Regions from separate parts of the Rattus norvegicus genome. Here region 1 is linked to region 2. The links are chromatin contacts, called in public Hi-C maps. All regions are on one chromosome and are shown on one strand. Each heading gives the region's core, a stretch centred on a gene start, on an enhancer-like site or on the middle of the called end of the contact. The rest is flanking DNA. Distances are from core to core; before and after follow the strand shown. Region 1 holds the start of LOC134486917 (a long non-coding RNA gene). Region 2 has its middle 110 kb from the start of Rab2a.

Evidence for each region. Hi-C and Micro-C count contacts between places; a contact is called where the count stands out from the background.
Region 1: a contact with region 2 is called in a Hi-C map of Schwann cells, with 4 times the contacts expected there. The contact joins two enhancer-like sites. A contact is called at or near these places in 1 of 12 Hi-C or Micro-C datasets (Schwann cells) and 1 of 1 datasets of contacts at active chromatin or transcription factors (oligodendrocytes).

The regions. Positions count from the first base shown.
Region 1 is chr5:26,575,323-26,582,911 of GRCr8, reverse strand. It overlaps LOC134486917 (a long non-coding RNA gene), which reads left to right and starts at 383. Exons shown (of 2, transcript XR_010066483.1): 1 at 383-4,123; 2 at 4,771-5,192. Within about 2 kb of position 3,496, at least 85 of the 93 cell types and tissues checked have an H3K27ac peak or open chromatin away from gene starts, as enhancers often do. A contact at or near this core is called in Schwann cells, where this site is marked.
Region 2 is chr5:26,356,322-26,363,866 of GRCr8, reverse strand. No RefSeq gene overlaps it. Among named protein-coding and RNA genes, the nearest start is that of Rab2a, 110 kb to the left of the region's middle. Within about 2 kb of position 3,321, at least 50 of the 93 cell types and tissues checked have an H3K27ac peak or open chromatin away from gene starts, as enhancers often do. A contact at or near this core is called in Schwann cells, where this site is marked.

The DNA of each region.
Region 1 (7,589 bases), core at 2,247-4,746, 220 kb before region 2:
ATAATGGCTAAGAGGTAAGAGTACAACCTGTTCTTCCAGAAGACCTGGGTTCAACTCCTAGCACCCACATGGTTCACAGCCACCTCTAACTCCAGTTATGGTGTGTCTGACACCATGTGGTACACAAACACACATGTAGCAAAACACTCATACGAATAAAGTTGACATAATAAAAGTTATAATAAGGAAAAGATAAACGAAAATGTGTGTATTTATTGGACTTTTGCCAAATGAGCACCATAAACATTTTTTTTCCCTGAAAGGACTTAGACCAGAGACTTTAAATGTTTTCCTAATCCCGATTTTGCAAGCCTCCAAACAAATGTTAATTTTAAAAAAATATTTATTTTTGTATATATGGGTGTTTTGCCTCCATATATGCTATCATACCATGTTGGCAGTTCCCCTGGAACCAGAGTGACAGATAGTTTGTCAGTTATCATGTGGGTGCTGGGAATTGAACATGAGTCATGAGTTCTGGGAAACAGCAGCCAGTGTTCTCAACCACTGTGCCATCTCTGCAGCCCAAGAGAAGCCTTTTTTTTTTTTTTTTAAATGGGTTTTTGTAACAGGGTTTCTCTAACTGAACCCTGGCTATCCTGGAACTGGCTTTGTAGACCAGGCTGACTTTGAACTCACAAAGATCCCCCTGCCACTGCCCACCTCTTTCACCCTGAGTGCTGTGATTAAGGCGTGTGCCAGCACCCCTGGAGAGAAGCCATTTTTAGGCATCATTTTGCTGTATCATCTAATTATAGCAGTCATTTAAATGGCAGATGAGATATGCAGAATATTTCTTCTGTAGGGGTAGTAAATAATTATGATGCTTTAAACATTGTTTTTAATTGTAATGTTTAAATTAGAGGGGCCATAAAAGATCTTAAGGCTCTGAGAGCAGTTGAGCATGAGAAACAAACTAATTTCTTTGTACTTTTTCCAAATGTATGTTTGTGTGTATGTATGTATGTATATGTATGTATTTCAACAAACTCATTCCTTTCTCTTTCACCTGTATTTTAAAACTAAAGTCTACTCTTTGCATCAAAGCGTAACAAGTGAACAGGTTGGTTGAACTGTTAAGAGGAAAGCCATCAAGGGGCCAAGGAACAACCACAGTGCTTATGCCTAAGTCCCTTGTCCTCCCAGTGCCTCTCAACCTCCCTAATGCTTTGACCCTTTAATACAGCTCCTCATTTTGTGACTCCCAACCATAACACTCTTTTCATTGGTGCTTCTTGACTGCAAATTTGCTACTTTTGCAAGTTGTAATATAAATATCAGTGTTTTCCAATGGTTTTAGGTGACCCCTGAAAGAGTTGTTGGACCCCAAAGGGGTCACAACACACAGCTTGAGAACCGCTGCTCTAACAGAGAATTCTTTTTTTTTTTTCCTTTCTTTTTTTTCGGAGCTGGGGACCGAACCCAGGGCCTTGCGCTTGCTAGGCAAGCGCTCTACCACTGAGCTAAATCCCCAACCCCCTAACAGAGAATTCTTGTTTAACTTTACTGTGAAGTGAATAGCGGGACCATGTTTAAAAATACTACATTGCTAAAGGCAGGTATGTCATCGTGGCCACCTTAGAACAGAAAAATGAGAGTTTCGATTTGTTATAGTCAGTAACAGTTCATATTAAGGAAAAGTATTAAAAGTACCCGGATATTTTTAAAAATACAATGTTGGGGCAGTTTCTTAACATATCAATAGTAATTGTACCAAGCGATTGCAAGCAAGGAAGTAGAATTCTCAGCTTCATACCCCTCCTTCCCCCATCTCTTCTCTCGATCATTATTGGGGCATACATTTCAGCTGAGTTTTAAACCTTCAGTCTGTGCTTAAAAGAAGGGTTTCTGATCATAGGTAAGATTCAACCCGGAAATAAGCCACACAACACACGTCATTGCTAAGAGATTTATATCAACAAAACACACTAATTTAAAACTCGTGTCTTAAAACTTGTATCGTGTTATGTATATATAAAGTTTCTCAAAACTTGTTACCCAGCACTCCAAAAAGAAAAATATAGCAACGACCCACAATGTCTAAGGCTACAGTGGTTGTTGGTCAGTGTGGATGCTAAAAGGGTTATTGTCCTCTGACCAGACACTGCAAAGATCACCCCAGAAACTCGGAACAATGGTGAGCAGGCAGCTATGAGGGGAAAGGAGTTGGATAAAACAACCAGAGGGGAGGTCTTCACAACTCGGTACTAAGGGCTAAGGGCACGGCAGCATCGAGATTCTCTAGTTCTCATTTTGGAGAAGAGAAGAAAGCCACTACACTAGACGGAGACAGGGAGGTGCGGCAGCCCCTGGATAGTCTCACGGAAAACTGAAAGCAATTTCAGATTGAAGGCAACAGGGGAAAGGTTAGGACAGAACCTGGGGTTAAAACCCAGGCAGATAGAGCACTGAATGGACTTTGTAAAGCTAATCTTAGGAGAAGGGATTTTTATCCTGAGGGCCACAGCCGTTCCTTTAAAAGATTTAAAACGGGAGGGAAGTGATCGGATTAAAAGGACCGCCATCCATTTAGTCCACTGTGGTGGTGGGGGAGGGGTAGAGGCGCGGGCCACGCGCAGTGGGCAGGTAACTGCCGGGATCCGAGTGGAAACTCCAGGGGCACGAACCAGAGTGGCGGGAGCCCTGAGCCTAAGTGTGGACGAAAACGGATTCTGGAGCTGGATGAGGCGGTGCGAAGGGCTGATGACCAAGTAGAGCTGCCATGGCTGAGATACGAAACGCAGGTCTGAGGACAGGTGCTGAGCTCCAGGTAAAAAGATTCCCAGCCTCCAAGTGAAATCGCCTGGATTTCAGAACAGAGGTGGTCTGGAAGCAGGAGGGCGCATGGCGAGAGGGACGAGATCCGCAAGAGGATGCAGTCTCCTGCATAGCCCGACAGCATTTATTTTCTTTTACTTCAAAAATACTCTGAATCCTAAGACCAGCAGTGAATTAGGTAGGGGCTCCAGCGCTCTGATTGAAGGACGGGAAATGAGATTTTGGGGCAGGAGTTGGTCACCATTACCTCACCGTGAATCCTGGAAATAACCTTCCACCAACACCTCTGTGCCGCCCACAAATCAGCTGAATGCATCCGACCGCTGACACAGAATCTTGCTTGATCTCCCCCCCCCTTGGAAGACTATTTCATAGAAACGTGTTTGATTTTAAAAAGTGCCGTGCTTGTTTATTCCAACTCCCGCGTTTAAACATTAGAATGACTAGCTTGCAATTTTAATAAATACCGCGTTAAAAATACGCATCCACTTTCAAAACATTGAAACCGGAGACAGTCGTACTTCACCAGTGAGTGCAAACTTTCCAAATTTTTGCCCGTGGAAGGTTCTGAGGAACCGCTTTTCTGAACAGGGTGCGTAACTCACCCAGCTTTGCCAAGCCGCAGACTGAGACAGAACCGGGGACTCTGGACCGCACCACCAGCTCCTCCCCGCCCATTCCCCACCTCCGGTAGCAGGTTCCCCACGCCCCGCCCTCCCCATGGTCCGGCCCTCTCCAGGACTCCGGGGCGGGCCCAAAATGACCATCGCTGATTGGCTATCTTCGCGTAGCTCCGCCCCCAGGGCGCGCGCAGGAAGCGGTGCGGGCACGCGCGGCGCGGCCCCGCAGGAAAGCTTCCGTGACCCTCGTTCGGGTGTCCTGCCGAGGCGTCCTTGAACTGCATCGGGCTAGGCTGGGTCCCGGGGGCCCTCTGCCCTCGCCAACCCCCCGCTTTGCGGACCACCGGGCTCTGGCAGAGGCCGCGGCCCGCGGTGCCCGGATGTCGCAGTCCGGAGAACGTGGGCTTAAAGGGCCAGTGCCGCGCAGCCGCCGCGACTTGCGCTCGGAGTTACCGGCCTGGGCGGCCTGGGAGGCCCGGCTTCCGCAGCCGGCCGGTCCCTGTGATTGGCAGAGGCGCAGAGAATGCTGGACGTCTAAGTCCCGCCCTTCCCGGGTCAAAATGGTGCGGGCGAGGCCCTGCGCCCGACTGCCCCAGCCTTGCGGTCTGGGGACCCCAGAAAGGGAAAGCTAAGTTGTTTGAGGTCGCGGATTTGGGCGAAGGTGTCGAGGTGCGCTTTAAAAAACACACGGTCTTCCAACAGGAAATAAAATTGTTGTGTTCGAGGTAAAGGTTTCTTTTTAAATGGATATTAAGGGAATTAAAAAGGGCCAACTTGTAAAAACAACTCGTTTTGTCTGTAAGGTTAATTAGAACCTGTGACAGTTCGTTTAATTAGGCAAAATTAACTAGTCTATTAAAAAAGCGTGTGGTGTAGAATAGAGGAAGGTTTATCTTGTCTTAATGCTTGTTTTCTACGTGAGTAAAAACTACTAGACTGAATTAGCTTTTTGAGTTTGTTTCCACTGTTAAAATACTGATTCTGATTCTAGATTTAAAATTTTAAGATGTCCTTTTGTGTTTCAAAGCCTTAGAATAGGTGATACCTTTCAAACCGCCCTTGAATTACACTTCTTGTATTTTTTTGAAAAGTATATGGAAATTGTTTTAAGAGTGTTTCTGATTGAGTCTAATATTGGAGTAAAGGGAAATTAGAAAGTACCGAGCAGCCCCGTTTCTGAGCAAACCGAAAGGATTTTCTTTTACCCTACAGACGTTTTCTGGGTACTGGAACAATAAGATAAAGACTAGTTTAGGGAGAACACGGACTAATAACAAGGTATGCTATGTCTGTATGAAATGCAGTAGTGAAATTCAACACAGTGCCTCCTAACTTTGTAAATTAATAAAAGTGCTTGTTCTATTTTACTCAGTGTAGAAGATTTTATTTAAAATGAAGGAATGAAAAGACAACGAAGAAGACAAAAAACACAGGAAATAAGAGATAAGCAAATGGAAAATGTTCAGAGAACTTTGAACAAACTCAGTATTTGCTTGCTAAGAAGCTGGATGGAGGAAAAGTATTCTGAAGTTAAAACGGGCTTGTGTAAACGGTATTTTAGCTTCATTGTCATGCCTTCTTCACAATATACAATAACTGGTTTCATTTAATAGACTACTCAATGAGTATGTTAAGACTAGGGAATGGCAAAGGCAGGGACAGAAACCTCCAAAAAAGAAGATGAAGTTAATGACATGCTTCATTTCAAGAGACATGAGCTCATTTCCTGTTAGAGGGATTTCTACCAAATGAGATTTGGTGCTAAATAAATTTATCTTACAGACCTTCCTTAAATCTGTGCTAGTGTGTTGGGGATGGGAGGGGACAGGCATGGGAAATGGACCAGATAAATGTAAGGGAAAATTTAAAATGTTGTAGCTTCCTCAAATGACAGCCCTGGCCACTGCCGCCTCCTCCCCCCTCTCTCTCACTCCCTCTCCTCCCCCTCCCTCCCCCCTCCTCCTTTTTTCTTCCCCCTCCCTCCCCCCTGCCCCTCTTCTCCCTCCCCCCTCCTCCTTTTTTCTTCCCCCTCCCTCCCCCCTGCCCCCCTTCTCCCTCCCCCCTCCTCCTTTTTTCTTCCCCTTCCCTTCCCCCTCCTCCATTACAATATAGGGATGAAAAAGCAGAAGTGGGCAATGGAGATGGCTCAGTGGGTAAAGGCACCCACCCACCACTAAGTCTACTAAGTCTGTTGATCTGAGTTTGACACTCGGGACTCAAAAGGTAGAAGAGAAAATGGACTCTTCTAAACTTTTCTTCTCTTCCACATGCACACCATGGTATGTGTAGTGCTCATGCATACACACACACACACACACACACACATATCATAATGCCTTGTTTAAATATTTAGTTTTTTAAACTTAGGTGGTGTATGGGTATTTTGCCTGTGTACCACACACATGCATGGTACCAGAAGAGGTAGGTCAGAAGAAGTGTTATATTCCTGGAACTGGGGTTACAAATGGCTTGTGAATTGCAATAAAAGTGCTGGGAATTGAACCTGGGTCCTCTGGAAGAGCAGCCAGCTCCCCAAATAGTGTTTAAAATTCAATTGATATGGACTAGAGAGAAGACTCAGTGGTTAAGAGCACCAAGTACTCTTCTGCAGGTCCTGAGTTCAATTCCCAGCCACTACATGGTGGTTCACAACCATCTGTAATGAGATCTGATGCCCTCCTGTGGTATGTCTGAAGATAGCTGCAGTATACTTATATACATAAAAGAAATCTTAAAAATCAGTAGGTATGCACTCATTTCTTTATATTAAAAAAAAAAAAAGCAGTTGAGTATGGGGTAGTTCACACTTGTAATAACCCAGACATAAACAACAAAATGTTGTAGTTATCCCCAGGAGTGAAACAGGAGGTATTTGAAGGAAGCAAATTTATAAAAATTTCTACCATTTAAATGAATTGGCTTTCGTAGGTGAACTGCTTTTCACTTGTGAGCTTTTGAATGAGTGACTGAATGTAGAGCTGAACCCGAGGGAAATAACCATTGGTAAGTGCAAGCAGCAGCTGATAGGCTACGGTCTACAGTTCGCCCTGAAAATAGGTCTGGACTTGGGTCAGGAACTTGGCCTTGGCAGCTCACATATAACCATGAGTTATAGATAGTAACTTGTATGGAAACTTCGCTGAGTGCCAGATCCTGTGCTAAGCACCCTTTTATACTTCGTCAAGCATTTGAGAGGGCACGCAAGGATTACTGCTCTGCCCTATTGACTCTCAGTTGAAAAGCCCTAGCAGGTAGGTGTGTACCCATGGTTTCGCAGTCAGCGGGTGAAGAGCTGGGATTCCTGTCTCAGGTCCCCCCTCTGACTATATTTTCAACCATTCGCTAAGCAGACATACCTGTAGGAGGGAAGATTTATTTCCCAGTTTAAAGGTTAGCAAATGCTTTAGTTTGGTTTTGATGCTGGACGTATACTCAGGGCCTACCCTTGCTGACTTTACCCTTGATCTCTCCCAGCCAATGACTATGCTTCATTTGGACCTATTGGACAGTTAATACCCTCTGCATTAACCCTTTCATTATTATCTCATGTTTCTATAGAAAGTCAAGCTTCCATATCTTTTGTTGTATTTTCAATTTCTCATTTGTCTCTCTGTATGTATGTGTGCATGTGTGTGTGTATATGATACATATATGTGGGTGCAAATGCTGGCACACATGCAGGGGTCAGAAGTCAACTTTGGAGTGGCTTCTCTCCTTCACCTTGGGTTTTGGTGATCTACTAATTTTCATCTGCTGAACTATTTTGCCTATGACTGAACCTGTTACTGTTTGAGACAGTCTTATTCTATGACCCAGCCTAGCCCAAAACCGTAATCCATGCCTTAAACTTGAGGTGATTTTTCTACATCTGCCTTCTGAGTTCTCTGATCGGGGGAATGTACTGCCACACTTGGCCCTTAGTCATCCATGTTTTTTTGTTTGGCTCTTTGTTTTTAAGAAGTTTGTTTCATCTTCGTAAGGGTGTGTGTGCATGTGTGCATATGTCTGTCACGCACATACTCATGGGAGCCAGTAGTGAAGTTACAGGCCATGTGTAAGTTCTGGTGTCTAAATTCACTTCCTGTGTGAGAGCAGCAAATGCTCATAACTGCTGAGCTCTCTCTCTAGGTTTGTTTGTTTGCTTGAGAGGGATTTATGTAGCTCAGGCTGGCTTCAAACTTTACGTAGCTG
Region 2 (7,545 bases), core at 2,072-4,571:
AGCTGGCCATGAAGCAGCTCTGGATACGTGTTTCATCGAATGAATGCACTGTATGTTTCCCAGAATCCCTATAGTTCAACCGTCTGTTGAGGAGCAGTGTGGGTGAGTGGCTAACCCCTATGCCTTTGCTCTTTGGGTAGCAATTCTCTGGCACATTTGATAATTCCTCCCTACCCCCCCATAAGACTATTTGCCCCATATTTGCTGTTTGAAGTAAAAGAAAGAAGCACCCATCTACCCAAACCGTCAACCCTGAAAGTTAGTCAGAAAGAACAATGATACTTGAAAGGAAGACAAATTCCTCACCAGTCACATGGCAAATGTGGAATGGTTCTAGGTGCCGCTGAAGTGGCAAAGACCTAGGTATCCTCTTACAGGGTAAGGATGGGGTCTGGGGCAAAAGGAACAGCTTGAGATCCAGACAACAAGGAGTGCATGAAGATTAAAAAATGAATAGAAATGAACCATTTTAGGTTTTATGAAACAATTTCCAGTATCCATATTCATCCGCTATCCATCCATCCACCCATCCATCCACCCATCCATCCACCCATCCATCCATCCATCCATCCATCCATCCATCCATCCATCCATCCATCCATGAAAGGGGAGATTCTGATGAAAAGGTCTTGTTCCCCAATTGGTTCTTGATTTGTCAGTAAAGAAGTCTGGGGGCCAATTACTGGGAGGAAAGTACAGGTGGGACTTCCCGGTCCCAGGAGGAAAAGGATACACAAGGAAGGAGAGGGCTCTTTCTGCCATGCTTTGGAGTTAGAAGAATGCAGCAATCACGTGAGGTCTGGGGAGAGCTTGGGCCTGTGGCCTCCACTACAGGTGGGTGGCTAAAGATGTTTGGCAGGGGCTAGGTAGGACTAGCCATTAAGTTTCGGGCAGGTGGAGAGAAGGAGATAATACGTGGGTAAGGGCACGCTTTTCCAGGCGGGAGATATCTGCGCCCAGCAATTGTGCCTGCAGGCAAGTTGTAAAGTAATAACTTGTGTGTGTGTGTGTGTGTGTGTGTGTGTGTGTGTGTTTTATCCGAGGGAATGGGCTGGTAACGCGGTCACCTGGGCTGGTAGCGCAGCAACCCGGGCAAAGGCGGTAGCGATTTTAAAACTACACGCGACACATCCATCCGTCCGTCCATCATCCATCATCCATTGTAGACCTAGAGAAAGCTGATGCTGATAGAAGGGAATCGGCCCACTCAGTGGGGCAAGTGTCACAAGGGAGAGTTAGAATGCAGTGTGGTACAGTTGGAACTACGTGAGGAAGCAGTGATGAGGGCTAGGCACTCATGGGCCAGAAACACTAACCTTGCAGAATGTGCCAAACTTTCTGTGTGAAAAGGCGGGAAGGCCTCTGACCCACAGCGGGCCCAGACTGACGCTCAGAAAGAAGAGATCTGTGCAGGCCTGGAGCAGCAGTGCCCTGGATGGATTCTGACGAGTTCTACACACATCTCCGCCTTTCCCAGGAAGCTCAGTGCCCTAGGACATCCACACTGCTTACATAAGTTTGGGGAGGGAGGAACCTGTTTCAAGGACTTCCCGAAGCTACTGAGTTACTTGTTTAAGCAGTTTCTCTGCAGGATGGAGTGTTTCACTTCCACTTCGAACTTCCTGAGTCCTAACTAGCGTCCCTCCAAGACGGAAGGTTTCAAACCTGAGGCCGTCACTATATAACACCAGGAATTCCAGACCTGCCCCAGAGGCTTGGTGTGGTTCCACCCTAGCCAACGTGGCAGGGCAGGGCAGAATGTCTATGTGTGTTTCCTCTTCCAGGAGTCTCTGCCTGGAAGAAAGTTTGCCAGAACAGCCTATCTGTTTCTGGAAATAGCATCTGTGCACTTTCCAGAGGACCCGAAGTCCTTGTCCTGTGCTCTGCTCTTCAGATCCAGGGACAGCAACTGAACAAGGCCTGTCAAGGAAGCGCCATAGTGTGAGACTCCCCCTCCCTTCTCTTTCCCTCTCTCCCTCTTTACCTTCTCCTTGGCCCATCTCTGTCCTTCCTGCACCCCCTTTTGTCTTCCCTCTGTCCTTCCTTTCTCTCCTTCCTTCCTTCCTTCCTTCCTTCCTTCCTTCCTTCTCTCCTCTTTTCCTTCTTCCTCTTCCTCCTCTTCTCTTTCCCCTTCTCTTCATCCTCCTCCTCTTCCTCCTCCTTTTCTTCCTCCTCTTCTCCCCTTCTCTTCTTCCTCCTCCTCTTCTTCCTCCTCTTCTCCCCTTCTCTTTTTCCTTCTTCCTTTCCTCCTCCTCTCCTCTTCTCACCCTTCTCCTCTTCCTCCTCCTCTTCCTCCTCTTCTCCCTTTTCTTCTTCCTCCTCCTCTTCTTCCTCTTCTCACCTTTTCTTCTTCCTCTTCCTCCCCCCCAACCCTCTTTGCTTTTCAGAGACAGGACTGCTCTATGGAGCCCAAGCTGGTCTCATCCTTGCAGTCCTCCCACCCCAGCCTCTCCAGTGACAAAATGACATATACTTGTCACAACACACACACCTCCAGGGACATTTTAATGTGTTATCACATCTCCTCTCATGTTAGCTTCTCCTTACCTTATATTCCCTTTCCAGCCTCTATCGCCAGCCTTCATTATCACAGTGGAGATGGGGAAGAGTATGTGCATGGCTTCTGAGTGCTGGCATTGCCAAACTTCCTGACCAAACACTGATGACAGATGTTTGTTTGTGTGGTAAACATTTTATCAGGCCTTTCACTAACCGTTTGGGTACTCTTCAGTGCTTATGATCAAATTTAAAATAACTGATTAATAAGAGTTACATTTTAATGTAACCCAGAGGTCACCCCTCCCCCCGTTAGCCCAATCCCTGACTGACATACCCCAGCATTGCTTCCACCAATGTGCCCAGAGTCTAGAGCCCAGGCAGGGACAAGGGTCATCTATGTGTGGGAAGCATCAGTGGGTGTGGGAATGGCTTTCCTGGATTTCCTGACTTTTGTGTATTGGTGGTCTCACGAGCAGACTTGCAATAACCCAGTCTCACGGACTGAATGAAACCATTGGCAACTTTCTGGCTTGCTGCTTTTTTTTTTTTTTCTCTCTCCAAGCCAGAACTAAAGTTGGTAAAGAAGCCAGGAATTCCCAAGCTTTCCCAGGCAAGTGTGGAGAAACACTGGGACCCCTTCTTCTCCATCTCTGTCCATCTGCAGGCCAAGTATGCACCAGTTACAGGCAGAGTCTGAATCGAGCTTTGTGCAAGTCTCTGGAAAGAGACCCAAGTTTTTGTGATGGGCGAAAGGGACAGGGTGGCGGCAGGGACATCTGCAGAGCTAGGTCTGTCCCTGTCTGCAGCAGAGTGTGTGTGGGTATCCTTTATGTGAACGATCCACCGAGCATAGAATGGGGCTTTTGACATCCACTGGGACCCACCGTGCCTTACAATGAGAGGCTTGTTGGTTGGAGGACTGAGGCTAGCGCTGTCTATCCATACATAGACCGGAGAGCAGCTCCTTCCTGAAACCAGCTAATCAGAGGTCTGAGAAAGTAACTGTGATCAGAAGCGCTCGCTAGGAAGCTGTGTGCGCTTGTGTGTGTGTTTTGTACATGCTCCAGGACAAGCATAATGTGGAGGTTAGACGGCACCATTTTATTAGTCCCTAAGCCTGAAAAAGTATCTCTCTTGACTCCAAGGTCAGTGACGATAATGTTTGTTTCCTTCCATGGGGCATCGATGTTCTCTCAAGGATATGGAAGAGAAGCAATCTGGGAAAACAGAATCCATCAAAGTCCTTAATAATCGAGTTGGGAAGGCAGCTGCTCCTTATTGGTACCACTTGGCAAGGGGACCCCATGGGTCTTAGGGGGGAGACAATGACTCTGCGAGCAAGGTTGAGCTGCAGATGGGAGGTGGAGCCGATAGTTAACGGTGTCCTCTAGCCCCCAGGATCAGGAAAGGACAAACCAGGCTTGTTTGAATTTTCCTGGCAGGCTTGTGATTCCTAGCCAGAATGCAGGTGGCACAGTTGTGACTCCTGGCATGGTCTTCAGTGCGTCAATGATACCTCCACCGGTGCCAGGCACCAGCTGAGTGTCACCGTGTACTTTCCAGGCATAAGTGAGGCAAACTGAGGCTTCCAGAGCAGCCTCTCTTCTATTAGCTTTGTTGGAAAGAAATTGCTCATATCTACCTGGCGACTGGATTTTAACAGCTGTGCCCGGTGAGAGATTTTGGAGGAAGCGTGTTTTCAAAGCGTCTTTAGGAAGGTGTCACCTTCAGTGGGGGTTTCCAGGAGGACAACCAGCACTTGGCAACTCAATCATGCACGAAAAAAATTAGTTTGTATTTTGATACACACGGCCTGTTTTGGCAAACGTGACTTTATACCACCTCCATCCTCACTTTTGTTGGCAATGGCCCTAATGGAGGGTTTCTGTCCAACACTGAGTATCTTGGAAGAAGTCCTGGGTCCTGCATAGTTACCTCTGCTTGGCTGGATGCTAGAAAGGCGTAGTTGGCTGGGAGACCCCGAGAGTCCCTTCTAGTTAAAGATGTTATGACTGCAGAGCTAATCAGTCTTAACTCATGAAGTGAAGTGACAAGGACTCCCGTGTATGGGACCCTTTCTGTCTTGCATGCCATGTGCTGCGATCCGAGCGGCGTTCTTCCAAGTACTAATCACAGCTCTACCAGTGCATTACTCCTGTTGACAAATAAGCAAGTTGGGGTTTAGAGAAATTTGAAACTTGTCCTGTGGCACAAATTTCAAATTCAGCCGAGGGTTCCCCGGAGACTGACTCTTAGATCATATTAAGCCTGAGTTAGAAACCCACATTTGAACCAGAGTGAAATTTAGACACCTCGAGGCCACCCCCCCTTTTTCAAATTAGTCTCCGATTTCCAGCCTTCCAGATGGTGAGCCCTCTTTTGTCAACAAAGCATCTGACCACTACCTGAGATATTTGCCATGGATATCTGCTCTCTGCTTACCAACAGACCAGGGGTTAGTGGCATCCTGCCCCTAGATATCCAGCCATAAGCAATGCAAACGTCTTTGAGGAGAGAATGCAGGAATTGTCACCCTCTAGCTGACTGTGTGAATTAGCTCGGTTTGGCAAATGCCCAGAAGGAGTAGAGCCCAGCTTCTTGGGTCCTGATTTGCCTGATGAGGGTAGGAGGGTGAACCTGTATTGTGGACATCTGAGAAACCTTTCTTTTTTAAATTTATTTTTATTGAATATTTTATTTATTTACATTTTAAATGTTATCCCCTTTCCCAGCTTCCCCTCTGGAAACCCCTATCTCATCCCCCTCCCACTGCTTCTTTGAGGGAGCTTCCCCATCCACCTACCCACTCCTACCTCCCTGCCCCAACATTCCCCTATACTAGGGCTCAAAGCCTTCACAGGACCAAGGGCCTCTTCTCCCACTCATGTCCAACAAGGCCAGAGGAAACCTTCTTTCTTTCTAGTGAGTCAAAGCACAATGTTAATTAGAATACTTAAATTCCTGTATGAGAACAGTTATAATGATGATGATGATGATCATGATGATGATAATAATAATAATCTATTTTTACAATGTGATCTGACAGGTGAAGTTTAATGTAAATATGTGATAGGTAGGTAATATATATTTACTCCCAAGAAAGTAAATATTAATATATATTTCCTTTGTGTGTGTGTGTGTGTGTGTGTGTGTGTGTGTGTGTGTGTGTGTAAAGCTGCTCACAGAGTTTGATCTCAAGGGGGTATTATTCCTCATCTGGCCATGCTTGCGTGTGTTATAAAGGCACACATGTTTGCTGGCTTCCCTTGGCTGGCTGAGGCTGCATGCTCCTTTGAGTAATTCTAGCCGTAAGTGCTTTGAGACCTCAGAAGTCATTGTAGTTTTCAGATATGTCTTAGACATTTTATTTAAATAAAATAAAACATGCTTGTCAGAAAGGAGACTTTAGCAATGACCAAAGGAAGGAAGCCATGTGAAGTGTGTACGAGCCATCTGACTTTCACACCGAAAACCGCAGCAAAAGTAATTCATGTATTTCAGTTTGTTTTCACTTCAGAATTAAAATGGGCTCTAATGTTAAGAGAGTAGAAACTGGCTTTATTATACTAGAGTGCTGAGATGTGTTATACCAGATATTGTAGGGAAGTATGTTTTATTTAACCCCTTGATGTCCATAACAAAAATAAATACTAAATGCAGATTTCATCCCCAAAGCTAATATTTGCTTGCTCATTCATTCATTCTATTGAAGACTTGAAGTTTTATTGTGTTAAAACGTATTTTGGAGTTTATTTGGAAGCTTCCAGGTGACACTGCCCCCCGCTGTTCATCAATGACACAAGGGTATGTGAACTCAGCTAAGGACTGTCATCCATTGCTTCTAGCAATGCTAACACAAGCCTTCTCCATGAGGGAGTGCTCTTTGAGTTCTGCAAGGATATCACCAAGGCCTCACCAGCCATGCAAAAATAAACAGAACATGCCAAATCTAGTGTGTCTCTCCTACGGATCCTCTATCATTTGAAAGATGTCACCAAAACTTCAAATAGATGTGCAGAAAGGTACAATCCATCTCACTTCTAACTCACTATGAAGTATGGTGACGCATTTTTTTCAACGGGCAAGTGAAGTATTTCTAACATGCCATGCGTCACTGTGGCTATGTCCTTGGGAGTGGCAGTGTTTTAGGTGGGGGTGTAGAAAGAGATAGAGGAAAAGAGGACAATTCAGAGCTGAAAGTGCATAGCATCAGCCTCCCGTGTGCACCCTCTGCATCTGTGGCTCTAACCAACCACAGACCAAAGCATTCTAAAGAATAAAACTGGTGATAACAAGATAGTGGCTCTCTTATTATTATTCCTTGAGTAGTAGAGTGTGACAGCTATTTATGTAAGACTTAGACTTACATTGTATTAACAGCAGGTTTTGAATCATCTAGAGGCAACTTAAAGTACACAGGTGTGGGATATAAAACCATGCCAGGAAGTTTGGTAAGGTAGAACAGGCTGAGACCCGAGACTCAGTGGGGACACACCTGAGACTTAGGTGACTCCCAGCTCCCTGCCAGACTCCTGACTTGGAACATGTGCCATGCTTCTCACATAAAAGAAACATGTCTTATGGTCACAAAGGCTCAAACCAGAGTTCTCCATGCTAATAGGTAACTAGAGGACCAGAGGCCTTAGCCAATAAGCTTCCCTTCCCAGACATTCCTCCCTGCAAAAGGTATTTAATCTCAGGCCTACCCTGAGAAGGGTATGGTTTTACGCATCCATTTTCCACCACGACAATAAAGTGTTTAGAACCATGGACTGTCTCTTTTCATCAAGATTTGCTATGGGGAACCATGAAGAAGGTCTTCGCCTACAGGGCCGCAGCTTAATCTCCTGTAGAAGGCCTCTCTGTGCCCCCAGTCCCAACCCATCAAGCCTGCCTCCACCAAACCAAGGACAAACACTCATGAAACAGGCTGGAGCTGCCCTGCCCCCTTTTATCCTTTGACCCCGGTCCTGGGCTAGACACTGTTTGCAGTCTGCAGGCCCCAACTCCGTTCTCTGTTCCGTGTGACTCCCGGAGGCACAGGGA